Linked DNA regions of Mus musculus: region 2 is linked to region 1. The links are chromatin contacts, called in public Hi-C maps. All regions are on one chromosome and are shown on one strand. The core of a region is the stretch at or near the end of the contact, and the rest is flanking DNA. Distances in the headings are between cores, read along the strand shown.

What was found. A called contact is a pair of places that touch in the nucleus more often than the background predicts.
Region 2: a Hi-C map of uterus shows a contact between it and region 1, with 4 times the contacts expected there. The contact joins two enhancer-like sites. A contact is called at or near these places in 1 of 15 datasets of contacts at CTCF or cohesin (large pre-B cells), 5 of 484 Hi-C or Micro-C datasets (Sertoli cells, cortical neurons, induced germline stem cells and 2 more) and 3 of 9 other capture datasets (bone marrow-derived macrophages, embryonic stem cells and pancreatic islet).

The regions. Positions count from the first base shown.
Region 1 is chr3:9,571,276-9,578,713 of GRCm38.p6, reverse strand. All of the region lies in intron 1 of Zfp704 (zinc finger protein 704), which reads left to right. Among named protein-coding and RNA genes, the nearest start is that of Zfp704, 35 kb to the left of the region's middle. Within about 2 kb of position 3,748, at least 105 of the 459 cell types and tissues checked have an H3K27ac peak or open chromatin away from gene starts, as enhancers often do. A contact at or near this core is called in bone marrow-derived macrophages and uterus, where this site is marked.
Region 2 is chr3:9,700,764-9,708,201 of GRCm38.p6, reverse strand. It overlaps Pag1 (phosphoprotein associated with glycosphingolipid microdomains 1), which reads left to right. Exons shown (of 9, transcript NM_001195031.1): 4 at 1,913-2,119; 5 at 3,447-3,498; 6 at 6,148-6,244. The coding sequence starts at 1,989. Among named protein-coding and RNA genes, the nearest start is that of Gm33169, 41 kb to the right of the region's middle. Within about 2 kb of position 3,006, at least 124 of the 459 cell types and tissues checked have an H3K27ac peak or open chromatin away from gene starts, as enhancers often do. A contact at or near this core is called in bone marrow-derived macrophages and uterus, where this site is marked.

The sequences.
Region 1 (7,438 bases), core at 2,499-4,998:
TAAAGACTTCGTCACAGTAGCCAGACAACTGTCCTACCCTCCGAGTTCTTCAGGGCACTGTAAATGTAGGCTTGTAATCACTCTTAACCTGCTTTTAACAGGTCTTTCTTTTTAGCCCCGTTGTTATAGTACTGTAATTTAGTGACATTAAGCCAATGTTTCCAAACTAGTGTGTGCTAGATAAAAATAGATGATAAGCCTCGGATGTAGCTCTGAGGAAAACTTATTCTCTTGTCACCAAGTTTTTAGGACACTGAGGGAAGAAAGGGAAAAATAAATACATCTTTATCTCGGCTTTCTTATGGTACCAGTCAGATTACAGACAGTGGAGCAGAGCTGTAGAGAGCTGTGTGTTGGTTTGTATTCGTTCATTTACACCTCCATGCACACACATATGGACACACACATTTGCATATTTACTATGGTTTAGCACCTCAAGGTCCACAGGAGGAGGAGGGCAAAACCTCGCTTGCATTTTTCTCTTTTCTTTCCTTTGGCCCAGTTAGGGATTGCAGCAGGCTCTCCTGAGTTAGGGATCGCAGCATACTCTCCTTTATGCCCAGCCTCTGGCCTACCACAGAGCTCTGCTTTTGTCCTGAGGCCTGTGTCCACCCAGTCAGCCCAGAGGAGGTGGGCTGTTCAGGTTTTAGGTCTTTCTCTTCATGAAGTCTGTGTTAACAAGATGTTTCCTGCTCAGTTTCCTATCCGTTCTGTTCTACTCGGTCAGACCCATCCATATCAGAGCATTATACCCATCATGATCAGACATACAAATTTATTCTAATGTGTATTGTTCAATTCTCTGAGTACTCTAGCTGCATTGATTAACAGGTTTTATTTAGTCATCTGTGCAGTGAGTAAAGCACTCAACGAACTGGGAATTAAGCACACTCTAAGCTGAAATGTGAATTCATTAATTTTCAATTTGTTTTAAATTTCATTTGCTGTTTACTGCCCAAAGAGATGATAAGTTTTATTTAAAATGAAGTGTGTATTGAAAGAGGAAACTTTAGAAACCCACATTCTCTTTTACTTAATTTTGCTTCTAATGTGGTTTTAAACTGGTTTAAACAGGTTTTAAACTGGTATGTGACGGGCTGAGACTTATGGATGTATCTGAGTCTATTTCTAGTTCTGTGTGGGAATGGAGATCGAAGCCAGAGTACATGGGTACTAGGGAAATTACTACTGAACAGGGTGGCCTGTTCTCTTAATTTTGATTGATTGATTGATTGATTGGGATAGGGGCTCACTGTGTAGGCTGACAGGTATGGAATACTCTGTAGACCGGATGGGACCAAACTGGCTGGGATCAGGCAGCCTCTACATTTTGAGTGCTAAGGTCAGAGATGTGACATCTAGATACTCGGGCCTCTTTAAAAATAAAACAAGCAGACAAACAAAAAACTTATTTTGAGAAATGGTCTTCTGAAGTTACTCAGGAAGGTCTTGAACATCCAGTTTTCCTTTCTAAGCCTGGGATTTACGGACCTGTGCCACCAGGCCCATCTTATTACCAATTAGGCAACCTCCTCCAAATCGACACAGCTGTCAGGTCACCTGGAGTCACCTGGGAAGAGGAAACCTCAGTTAAATTATTGCCAAGGTCATATTGACCTGTGGCCATCTCTGTCAGGAATTTTCTTAGTTGCTAATTAATACAGGAGGGTGTGTTCTATTGTGGGCAGTGCCTTCCTTAAGCAGGCAGGCTGGGCTGTGTAAGAGAGGTACCTGGGCGATCCAGTAAAAAGTGTTTCTCCATTGTGTGGCGTCTTTCAGTTCCTGTCCTGGGCTCCTGCCTTGGTTTCCCTCCATGATGGATGATGACCTAAATGTGTGAGCCGAGCAAACCCTTTCTTCCCTTCCTTGCTTTGGTCCTGGTGTTCCTCACCAGCAGAAAGCAAGCTAGGACGCCTTCGTCCTTCAAAGCCCCTCCTGCCGCCTCCTTTTCCTGACACTCTGTTTTGCTGGGGAGTTTTGGTCTGTCTTCCATTTGTATGTAATTAAGATTGGAGTCTGGATCTCTCCTTTCCCTTGGAGCTGTTTGTAACCAGAAAAACTTTACTGTGTTCTTAGCAAGCCTGAGGCCCCAGGTGAGGGCTTGGTTTGACCTTTTATTTATATGAATCAGAAGTAGATTTGTCCCAGGTGAGGTGGTGCATTTAATCCCAGCACTTGGGAGCCAGAGACAAGGGGATCTCTCTGAGTTTGAGGCCAGCCTGGTCTACAGAGCTAGTTCAAGGACAGCCACAACTACACAGAGAAACCTTGACTCATGTGGTGCCCCCCACCCCCCAAAAAAGCAAAAAATAAAAATAAAACCCAAACAAAACAAAAGAAGTAGTATATTTGTCAGCGTGTAGTCTAACCGCTGCTCTGAAATGTGCGTTTTGGTTAGGAAAAGCTCATGTCTAAAGGTGAGTCTTGTTCTATGCTCAGCTGCAAGTGCTTTTGGCTTTTGAAACTGGCTCCTCCCTCAGTTCTCACACATTTTCTCTCTGTCTGTATTCATGGCCAGGATTGAACTGACCCCACAGAGGAGTTCAGAGACTGGCAGCCAGTGAGTAGAAAGTACCCTGGGGAGACAGTGATTCTCCCAGGGGCTGTGTAAGCTTGTGGTCCACAGATAGTTCTGCAGGCTCTGAGAGAAGAAATGACTGGGTCCCAGCTCCTTAGAAATGGCCTGTCTGCCAGCAAAGCTCTATATAGTCTGTGGACAGTTCTTTGTAGACTAGCTGCCCCTCAGTAAAACAGTGGCCTCTCTTTCTTCAGAAAGACATCTACACAAAATCTAAACCTTCAGGTAGGGCATAAAGTAGCCCTATCTTACAAATATAAACATACAGGTGGCTTTCATTATCATTAACTTTATTGATTGCAAATGTTGGAACACATTTGGGGAATGGATGGGTCCGATTTACTGTTAACCCCAGACAGGTGGGCAGAAGAGGCGGGGATCAGACCTGTGACCCAGCTGGTCCTTGTGCATCTGAGCATCGCACACTGGACGGTGGGATCATTACCTCCAGGGCTTTGAAGTTTTTATTATCTTAACTGTGACTCGTTCTGAAATTCTGCCTTAATAATTCCCTAAAGGTTTGTTCTGGACTAACCTGCTGGGACTTGTGGAAAGAAGGTTGAGAATACTGTAGTTTAACAACCAAAAACCTGTACTTTATATAGCTCTTATTTTAAAAAAGGGCTGCAGCCCCAAAGATGAGCCCTCCATAAAATGAAGCTACAGAAGATGGTGGCCATCTGACTCTCATGTGATGCACAGAGCGCACTCTTTCACACTAGGCAGCCTCGGATGTTGCTTTGAGATGGAAGAGTTCTGGGACCTTACACTTGTCAGCTGCATGAACTCGGAATCTGCCTGTTGTGGCCTTTTATAGGTGGGCTTCTGTGTGACACTGCAGTCACCCGGAACCCTGTGTGCTTATCCCGTAGCAACGATGGCCCTGCTTCAGACATTCTTCTAGTTCTAGGATAGCATCCGCCCCTAAAGCTAAGTATACCTACTGTCCTCCGCACAGAGCTAGTGTTCTGACAGCAGCAGCTCAGACCCCAGGCTGCTACCTGTGAAACCACGATAGTCCACAGGACAGAGCGGAATTGGGTATGTAACTGAGAACGGAGGATTGCAATTTTAAACAGGCATCAGGGCTGATATCCCCTGGGGAGATGTAAGGACAGAGGACCAGGAAGCAGCCTGCCGTAAGTTCCAAGTCCACGCAGTTCTGTGGCTTTGTGGTCAGGCTGGTGGCGATGGCACAGTCTGTTGGCCAACTTACCATTACTGTAACAGAGCGCCTCAAGAGAGTCAGGCTCCTTTCTTTAAAACAGCTCTCTTGCTGTGTTATCCAGCTTTGCCTAGAACTCGAGTTTTCCTGCCATAGCCTCCAGGCTGCGAGCTTTCCGGGCTGAGGGAGGAGATTTGCTTCCAGCTGTGGTGATATCATCAGTCCATCCTCTTGTTTGAAACACTGTGGCATGTATGGCAGAGGAGCCTTTTCATATCAGGCAGGAATGGGCAAGAGGCAGCAGGAAACAGACCCAGGGACCAGTTTGACCATCAGAGGCTTGCCTCCAGTGAAGGCCTTTCATGACACCCCATCTCCGCAGCGCCTTTTAGGTATGGGCCTTTGTGTGACCGTATAGCTCCTAACTACAGCAGCGGTGGGGGTGGGGAGATGGAAGGTTGGATAAGTTAGTTTCACAGGACTGAAACTGGGATAGGCGTGGAGGGAGGGAGGTGGTAGCAGCGAGTGCTCTGAGCAAGGAGAACGGTGACAGGGGACAGCATGTGTAACCAGGCAGGACACTGGCTGCAGGACTGAGTGCTGACTGCGGCAGTGATGGGAGGTAACTACATTCTAGACCTGTTCTGAAGGCCAAGTGCATAAGGCTACCACACGAGTGCCTGTGGCTGGTCCATTTAAACAGCACGTTAAGGCAAGCAGAACATCTGTTTAATGTGGCAAAGTCAAATTTGTGCATTCTAGAGTCAAACAGGGTTGGCCTCTAAGACCAATTTCTCCTTTGTCCTTACAGTTGCCTGGGAAAGTGAAACAGATCAAGGTGGCTGAGCTTGAATGGACTTTACTGAATTAATTCATTCTTTCTTTCTTTCTTTCTTTCTTTCTTCCTTTCTTCCTTTCTTCCTTTCTTCCTTTCTTCCTTTCTTCCTTCAAGGCTTTTCTAAAAGGAACTTAAAAAAAAAAAAACCCAAAAAACCAAGTTGTGTGTTTTCACTTACATAATGTTAATAGAAGGCCTGAAACTTAGCCAAGAATTCTGCACTAGAAAGCGGTGTGATAGCTTCCCGTCCTAAGTATGTTGCTGACTAATCTCTGAGAGAGCAAGCCAAGTCATGCTTTGCTGGGTAGTAAACTGTCGGGATAGTAAAGTGAGCCCACGTGATAGGAAACTGGGAACTTGCAACACTAATTAAGGAGAGAGTGGAGTATATGACTCCAGACCAGACCAGGCTTCCGGCCCCACCCCTCAATTTGATTTCTAACCCTGTGGACGCTGGACCAAACCAGACTGGTTGTCATAAGTCAGTTATGCTGTCTCCATGTGCAGCACACAACAGAATTCAGAGGGCCAAACAATTACTTGAAGTAAGAGCTAGTTTGGAAGCAGTTGGTTTTAAAGTGGTTTTTCTGCAGATATTCATTAGAACTGGGTAGATTTGCAATCTGACTTATTTTTCTGTGTATGCAGCATAAAATTAAAAGAATTTAAAGTAAGAGAATAGAGGACTGTTAACTATTTTTAGAAGTAGCTTTTATCCATTCTTTCAAGACTGATAACTTGAGCTGGGAAGATGGCTTAGCGGTTAAAAGCACTGACTGCATTTCTGAAGGTCCTGAGTTCAAATCCCAGCAACCACATGGTGGCTCACAACCACCGATAATGAGAGATCTGACACCCTGCCCTCCTCTTCTGGTGCATCTGAAGTCAGCTACAGTGTACTTACATATAATAAATAAATCTTAAAAAAAAAGACTGATAAGTCTTAGAGTCTTATGTGTTTTCCTCCCCCTCCCTCTCCGCTCCCCCCCCCCCCCCTCGTGTGTATGAGTGTTTTTGCTTGAATGTTGTATGATGAATGTCTGGAGCCTGTGAAGAACAGAAGGAGGAAGTGGAGTTAAAGACAGTTGTTAACTTCTATGCTGGCATGGGGCTCCAAGCCTGGGTCTACTGCAGGAGCAGTTAAGTGCTCTTAACTGCTGAGCCATCTCCCTGGCCAGGCAGTAATATTTTTAAAACAACAGACTCCACTGTTCCTATTGTTAGTGGAAGCCTTTTGTGACACATTTTTCAATCTTTAGGCTGATAACGGCTGCCACACAGTGTGTGATATATCATCTTTAGATACCAAACATATAAACTGCGTGTGTTAGGAAAGAAAGTTTTAGAAATAAATCCAAATGTATAACCTGTAATTGGAGATAGGCAGAGCTCTCTGTAAGAAGTTTGAAAGAGTCCTTGTGGCGTTCTGGAGCAAGATGAGGACCTAAAGGCTTGCTAGGGGACCCACTCAGGTGCCTTCATTGCCTGGTCTCAGCCGTGTTTTCCTTGTGGCCTATCCTGCATGCCATGTATCAGAATTCCTGTAATACATTTTATTATTCAGAAAGCCTCAGAAGGCAACTAGCTTTCTTCAAATTATTCCTGGAAATCACTTGCTCTCGAGCCAGCGCCTCCCATCTGACTGGGTGGGTGAGTAATATCACTTCAAGGCAGTGTTGACACACACTTCTTGCCTTCTCAGTTCTATAAATTTCGGGGGAACGTGTCTCAGAATGGGTGGGTCAAGGACGTGGGCAATGTTGGCAGCGTCCTCCTTGGTGACTCGTGTGGGTATCATTGCTCCAGAATCCAGGTGTTTTTTTTTTTTTTTTTAAATTAAGGAAGACTGATGTGCCAACCTGAGGACATTATTATAGGCATCTAACACTTAAACAGATGCTGTGAAGTTTTGTTTAAAAAGTTGCGATTTCTCCAAATGCATTCTATTATACATGTGCTGATTATTTTCTTTAGAACAACAGAAGCTGCTCATTGGAGTAAAGAGCCTGAGTTTTATTTGTCAGTTGGTAATTGGTAATTGGCAGTATTTTCATAGAACTGAAGCTTTGTTCCCTTGCAAGAAATTACCCTGGGTAATATGTGTGATGTGTATGGAGGAACTCAGGAAGGAGGGGCCGGAGGACCAGATAACTAAGGGATGCTAATGGCCAGTGGGCCTCACACTGCCAGTGGGCTCATTATTTGAAGTAATTTATTGTTCCTTTAAGAAGTACATATACATTAATCATGGAAAACTAGTAGAAAAAAGATATTGTGTAAATGTTAGAGTCTTAGTAAATATAAAAATGTGTTTTTTTCATTGTAGGTTAGTACAAGTTTTAAAATACCACATTGTGTGTTGATACTGAAAACTGTAAACAAGATAGAAAACTTGGCCTGTACAAGCATGTTACCAATGAGCACATTGTTAACATTTAAAGAGTCCTTTCAAAATGATTTCCATCGCTGCCTATACACACTCCTCTCCTCTAAGCATACATAAAATCACCTGTAATCCTTTTCATGGTCGGTATATTGTTTTTCTCCCTGCATTTACTTGTCATGTTTGACTGATAATCTATTGATAACTATTTACATAACTTTTAAAAAGATTATAAGCATTTCTGTGGTTAACATTTTTGTGTGTTTTTATTTGTTTACTTAAATGTAGACTTGCTGTATTTATTATACACAGATTTTGCTTCATGATTCCAGGTTAACCTTCTAAACTTTGCTCCTATCAATGGTATTTAAGAATTCTACTTAACCTCTCATGTTAGAAAGCATAAAGAAGAGCTGGGGATGTGGCTTGGGTGGTAGTGTGCTCAGTCTTCCACACTCAAGGCCATGGGTTCGA
Region 2 (7,438 bases), core at 1,757-4,256, 130 kb before region 1:
CGGGCACGGTTTAAAGTGAATTGTTCTTTGTCTCCTGAAATGTGGTGGTTACTTACCCATGCAGAAGCAATTTGTCTGTGTGTCACACTGACCCTGTTGTGTTTGCAGACATAATATATAACCAGGGGAAGTTCCATATTACCCAAGAAACCCCAAAGCATTATAGCGTTAGAGGGGTATCCATGCGCACTGGCAGACAGGGCGGTCGGGTCTCCTCGGCTGTACTCTACCTCGGCTATGGGCTTCCTTGAATTTGCAGGTAGATGTTTAATAGAGCATTCTGCCTCTGTTGCAGTGGCTTCGACTTACCCTCTTTGGTTACATCTGGTTTGTCGCTGAGATGCCCTACAGGTGCCAGCACGTGCGCACTCTCAGACGGCCACGTTACTACAGTAATATCACTGAACCAAGTGAAAATGTAAAAATTCGTGGTCTTTCTGCAAGAAAAATTTAGTTATGATTCATTAGCCTAACACAGAAGTCATGTTTTCTTCCTTTTCTGCTTGCTTGAGCATAAACTTCAGGCTGTTCCTCTTAATTAGAATGTTCTGGAGCTAACCAAATGGGTGTAGTTTAAATAAGGCCTCTCTTACCACAGCTAATGTTAGCCTGGTATGCTCCTCTATTCTCCGTATGTCTCTAATATGGAAATATTTGACAGTGTTTACAAATTACAAAATAACAAATAAGGAGCACTAGCCTGAGCACTGTCAGCAGCATGATGGCGGGAACAGAGGGATGGTCCACGTGGAGGAGAACATGGCTGCGTGGAGACCGGGTCCAAGTGGAGGTGGTCAGTGCTTCCCCTGGAGCGGGGAGCAGTAACTGCGAGAGCAGTCAGTGGCGGCTGGGAACTAAGTGCGGGTCTTATGCCTGCTCTGTGGTTCCTTACACATTGGTCTTGCCCTCTGCTAAGGTCGTGTCCTCAGCACAAGCCTTTCCTCTGAAGGTGAATTTGCTGGGTACCCAATATCAGCTCAGTGAAAGCTCCTCCTTGAAAGTGAAGCCACACTCTAAGTGGGCAGCAGTCTGTGGGCGTGTAGACAGACAGACAGATAGACACTGGTTAATCTCTAGCTCTAAGGAAAAGGGCTTGAGGAGCTACGGGGATAAACAGAGGCACGGGAAGGAAATTGCTATTTTGCAAAATATGTGTCTAGGAAACCAGTGAGATGGCTGAGATGTAAAGATGCTCACCACCACGCCTGACAGCCTCCACAGTTGTCCCATGGGGCACATACATATGTATGCGCGCGCACACACAAACGCCTATATAAATAAAAATGAATTTAAAATTGAAAGTTAGGAATTACGTACGCACATACACATGTGTAGCAAACATTTCATACTGCCTTGGCTAAGGCGTATTAACGCAAACAAGCATATTTTGCTTGCTTTGGGGTGCTGGAAGTCTTTATTGACTCCTCATACTAAGATGATAAACTACCCACTGCTTTGGATGCTCTGCTACACACTGGTGCATCCCCAGTCAAATCCCATGTGAGGAAATCAAACATCACAGCACAGACTTGAAGAGAGCCAGCCAGGTTCCAGGCACGCCTACCTTCTGTGAACATCGCCCTGGCGGCTGTGAGGCCTTGCTCCTGACAGGGAGGCTCTGTGTTTCTTATGTGAAGTGCTGCTAGAGACCTTTCAGATTCTGAAATAGAGGTAGCTAACCTGGAGAGAAGACACAGGTGTGAGCGTGGCATTCCTGTGGCTGTCGGAGTCTCCTCGTACACAACCGTAATTTTACATGGTTTCAGCACACATGCATTTCAAGCTTCTGACAGCACCACAGCAGCACTCAGCAATCAGGTCAGGGTTCTTTCTGGTTTGGGATCTTGATATCGGGACTGCTCAGCCTTTCCCGGGAAGGGATTCTGAACGTGTAGTGTCGTTCTCTCTGCAGGAGGATGAAGCCTTCTAGACCCATGTGATCTCCTATGAAGAACTGACCCCACCTGCTGGTCACCCCAGCTCCCACCATGGGCCCTGCAGGAAGCGTACTGAGCAGTGGGCAGATGCAGATGCAGATGGTCCTGTGGGGAAGTCTGGCTGCCGTGGCCATGTTCTTCCTCATCACCTTCCTCGTCCTCCTGTGTTCCACTTGCGACAGGTTAGAACAAACATGCATGTTCTAGAGCCTAAACCTGCTGTTTTCCCTGTGTCCCACGGAGCCTCTTTATTAAGAGCCTCCCTGGCCCACATTCATGGGTTGGTCACAAAGGGCATTCTTCATTCGTCAATTGAAAATGCTTATTGATCTTCCTGGAGGGCAAAGCAAAGAGCCCTTCCTATCTAAATGTCTGGAATGAATTCTGCAATTCTTTGAGCACAGTCTTTGTGTGCTGTCTTTGGCCATGGGCATACTGAAATCTAAGTGTGAGGTACTACATCCTGTTGCCACAGTGGGAAGTCACTGAGGGTGCTCACTATTGCGTGGCCTGGAGAGCTCACATATTAGTAAAACTGTGTGTGATAAACTGCCCTTTAGGAAGACATAGGCTTGTATTTCCTACAAGAGAGGCTCACTGAAAATGGAAGCCTTTTTTCTCTTTTTTTCAGCATTATACTTGTCTCCCTTGGCTCAGGGAGAAGTGAAGTTCTTTGTAACCAAGACGGATGCCCAGAACTGTCAGAGATGATGCAGGGTGCAGCCTTCTGGTCTAGCTGGGAGCCAGTGGGAACCAGCTTAGCCAGCTCCATACTCAACTCTCTCGATTTGGATCCCATTCTAAAATCTGTCAAAAAGAGAAACCCATGCCCTCTGGCCTCTGCAGCCTCTCCTAGTCCCTGCCAAGCAAGGACTCAGGTCTTGAAGGACAGGACAAGCCTAGAGACACTAGACTTGGCTCCCCAAAACTTCAAGAATCTGCTACTGTAATGACTCACTCTCCCGCTAGGTGTCACCCTCTTCTCGCCACAGATAGAAATGTGGTCTTTACAACCAATGGCTTTCTTTAGCCTGTTCTGTGTAAAACACATTCTGTTTTTACTAGGCAGACTTTTCCGTAGACTGGAAGTACCTATGACTCATCCTGAGAGAATGTCACCTCCCTGATGTGCCAAAGTAGTATCTCCCATATTTTCTCTCATCCCTTACGGCACGTGACTTCACAGACTCTTAAGGGAGAAGATGAGGTCATTGTTAGGATTTGCTAAAGAATAAAGGCAGTGTCTGTCATCTGAGTGTTCCAGGCACAGACAGATCCTGCTTGCAGCCCGCTGTCTCCCGTAGTGAACTTGACCCTCTGGGAAGGGGTGTGCCAGAAGCGGGCTCAGCCTTTGCTGTAGGTCAGGACTTTTTCTGATCTAGTTTTATTAACCTGGTTAATAAAACCAGAGAGGCGGAGCTGATAAATGTTAGGCTAGGGAAGTATGGTGTCCACTTCACTTTAAGGGACACATTTGACATCAGAATGGTATTTTCTTCTCCCTTTCAGAGAGAAGAAGCCACGGCAGCATAGCGGGGACCATGAGAACCTGATGAATGTGGTAAGCCTCGGTGTGGCTGTCTGTCTGTCCGAGTACACCTCTCCAGGCATGGCGCTACTGGCTTTCGACACAACTGAAGCTGGCATGGGGACGTAAATGGATATTAGCTGTGGCTTTCTGTATACTGTATGTACGGCTGGGAGCCTGGCTTGACCAGTGTTCAGGGTAGCTTCTGCAGAGATGTCTTCATGCCCCTCCTGGTCTGGGAGGGCTGTCACAAGGAACAACTAGACAATTCATCTAAGATTTCTTGTCTCTCTGCTCTGGAGAGCAGAGTCCAGCATTCAGTGTTGTCACACGAGCCCCTTCCAGAGCTAGATCTGTTCCCAAACTCAGCTCCTTAGTGCACACCCACCTAGTCCTTGCTGTCACCTTCCCTCTCTGAATGTATGTCTTGAAGCCAAGATAGCAACTGTACCTCTCTGACTTCAGTCCTAACTAGTGCCATCTGAAATAGCCCTGCTTTCAGATGAGGTTAGGCTGTGGCACTAGGGACTGAGATTTTGGCATGCATTTGGGTGGCGCTGCAGCCATTCATCGGGGCCTGGAGCCCACAGCATAGCTTGGCCTTGGTGCGTTATCGGATCGTCAGCATTTGATGGGATCCTGAGAGACCCAGCAGTCTCAAGGAGAGAGCTGTCCACCTGGGTGGTGACCTTTTGTTGTGCCCTTAAGTGGCAGCAGCCTCAGCAGCTGTGTCTGCAGGGCTGGGTTGAGCTCCCGCTGGGCCCCAGGGCAGGTCTAGGAGAGAGGGCGCTTCCTGCTCCCAGCCAGGAAGCACATATGCATTTAAACTCTGGGGGGCCTGGGCTGTTTGCACCCAGCAAGCATGTTCAGAGCACATGCGTGAGGTACCAGGCTGCCTGAACCCCCACTTCCCAGTGTGCCTGTAGCCCAAGCAGACAGGAAGCTCCTCCTGGACCCCAGCCAGGGCTCTCTTCCTTTGTCTGAGACCACCCATCACAGCCACCCCGGACCTCAGCATCTCTCCTGCCCTGACTGATGTTCTCCTGCTATTTTCACCTCTTATCTTGTCTCACTCCTTGTTCCCAGTGTCTCTATGCTCCCCAGTGCTTGCACAGGGTAGGGGAGGAATGGGGGGTGGACAGATAGGCCCTGTCTTTCTTCAGAGCCCACCTTCCTCAGTCAGGTGGACAGGAGGTTGTGGCTGAACTCAACTCGAGCCTCACTTCCTCCTAGTGCTCTCAGGAATGGCGAGACCTGGCAGCTCAACCTGAGTACTGTATGAAGCCAGTGTTCAGGGGTGGGACCAAGCTTTGCCGGTCACTCTGATATGGGCATCCACATGAACGCCGGTCATTCTCGATCTTTCATCCCCGTTATTCTGCCTGAGGACAGCAGCCTTTGCGGGCAGGGAGAGTGCCGCCTCTTCATTCTCTTCCCCACATAGGATCTCCTCCACACACCTCCAGGACAGACTGTATCCACAGGATGCCTGCTGACAGTGCCAGTGAGGCCTGCACACAGCTGCCCACTGAGCTCCTGACTTCCCTAGACCACTCCCAGTTTGCTGACTTGTTTCTCATGGGGGCTAAGATGGGAAAGAGCAGTTCAGACAGAGATTATAGAAGCTTGGCAGTGGCGTGCTATGCAGGAAGCCTTCCCTTGGTCCCCCTCTCTGTCCCCTAAGGACACTGTTTCTCCAATATGAGCATCTCAGGGTCCTGGCAAAGCACAAACACTTCAAGTCACTTTATAGCAGCAGATGCGAGCAGTATTGGCCCAAAGAGCAGACTTCCCGGACACTGGCGCACTGCTGCACTTCAAGGGCTACTTATTATCTGTTATTATTTGATTTCCCATCAGAGTCAGTAAGATTGTGAAGCCAGCGACCCAAGACTCCTGTACAGGTTGCATCAGAATTTCCCTGTGATATCCTGAGACCTGGGCTGTGTCTTGGGCAGCAGAAGCCATTAACATGAAGAGGGTAGGGTCCGACATGTTAGACAGAACACATCCAGAAGCAGCTGCTGTCTTCTGCCCTGTGAGGACTCTGCCTGCCATGTTGTTCCAGGCAGTCCACACAGCACCATCAGCCCAGAGGAACAAAATCAGTTCTCCCAAGTGTCTGTGCATCTCTGAAAGTAGGAAAGGTTTGCAAAGCAATTATTCAGTAGATGATCGTTTCAATAAAGCTCGGAAATAGGCTCGGGAATGTATAGCATTAAATGCTGTGTTGACCATGTTTAAATCTCTTCCTGTCGGGACACTTTGCTGTTTGTTTGTCACCACCTGTGTTTTAGGGATGGCATTGATCCCTGCTGGGCTCTGTTCTGACCCACACAATAATCTGTGGTCTCCATTCCCCTTGAGCTAGGAAAACACAGTGTACCCGTAGCCCATCTGTAACCACCTGGTGAGATGCGCTGCCTGCAGTCCTGGGAGACCCCCAGTGCCTGAGAGACCAGAACCATACTTAGGAAATAAGTTCAGCCATTCTCCATTGGAGAAAGTGGTCCCCACTCTCAACACTTGAGTTTATCTAGTTATCCATGGTGTTCAGTCTAACCGTTCTTGTTTTACCTAACTTTGTCAATGGACTCTGGCATTTCTTTGGCTGCTTTGATTTTTGGAGTATCCGCTGGTGCCCAGCAGATTCTTAATAGAAGATGTGTTTGGATTTTTCAGCCTTCCGACAAGGACATGTTCAGCCATTCGGCAACCAGCCTGACAACAGATGCACTGGCTAGCAGCGAACAGAACGGGGTGCTCACCAATGGCGACAGTAAGTTCTGCAGAGGAAGCACTGGGGAGCCTTAGGCTTTGAGCAAGGTGCTCGGGGGCGGTGGTGATGACTCTGCCCCAGGGTTCCCAGCACCCACGTGGCAGCTCACAACTCTCCCTGACTGTAGTTGTAGGGGAGCCTCCGCACGCACCAGGCATGCAAGCGATGCAGATGACCAGTAGGGAATGTACTCTATCCCAGTCATTGTTACTACCAGCTAGAGGCCTCATTTGCATAGTGGCTGCTGGTGCCGGGTACCCTCTTGGAGTGCGTGCTGTCATTCCTTTCACTGTGCCCACACACAGGTGGCACTGTCCCCAGTCTAAGTGAGAGCACAGGGCTACTGGATTAAGTTACCACAGTCTAATGCTGCAGTGGCTGGAGTGACTGACAGCTGGCCAGGTCATGAGTATGAGGTGTCTGCCTGCACCCTGCTGGGGGCTGATGGAGTCACCTGCCTGCATCCCTTCCTGGGTTGCTTCTCCCGAATCATCAGGTCTTTCGCTAGCCTTTACTCTTTCACTGTTTAGGACTATGCAGTCTCTTGTCTAGGTAACCAAGGTTTCTCTACCCAGCCCAATGTTGGCTGACTACACATGGGGAGTGGGCAGGGGAGGGACAGCACACTCACGGAGTTGCTGTGTCATTCAGCATGTGGTTGCCAGAGACTAGGACATGGACATCTGTGAGAAACCAAATCCTTGTCACAGAGTCATTAATAACCTGACTGATGTTGTTATCCCAGATTTTGAGAATCTGTAACTTGAAGCAGGGAGCCCAGCTCTAAGGCAGACACTTAGTCTAGGGCAGGCATGTTGTTCCACACAGTGTGCACTGACTGGCAGGTGGAGTCGCAATGATTTCTTCCCGCTTTGCTGTCACCCAAGGCAAGGAAGGGACCTTGAAGGTCATCAGCAGTGGTACCCAAGGCTGCAGGTGCCAGTGCCCCTGTGTTCTGAGACCAGATAGCTAGAGCCCCAGCAGGAGCCACTCCTGCAGGAGAGGCTAGGACTCTAAGCCTGGCTGCTAAACCCTGCGGCTAAGGGTTTCTTTTCCTCTCCCTAACAGATGGCTGGTCTACTCTTCCATACAAGTATACAATGTGGTTTGCTCCCGCTCACCCTCACTCCCCTCTCACCTCCACGCATCCTGCTAACCCCGTCCTCTTCCCAGATGCCCCCTCCTCCGGTTTTG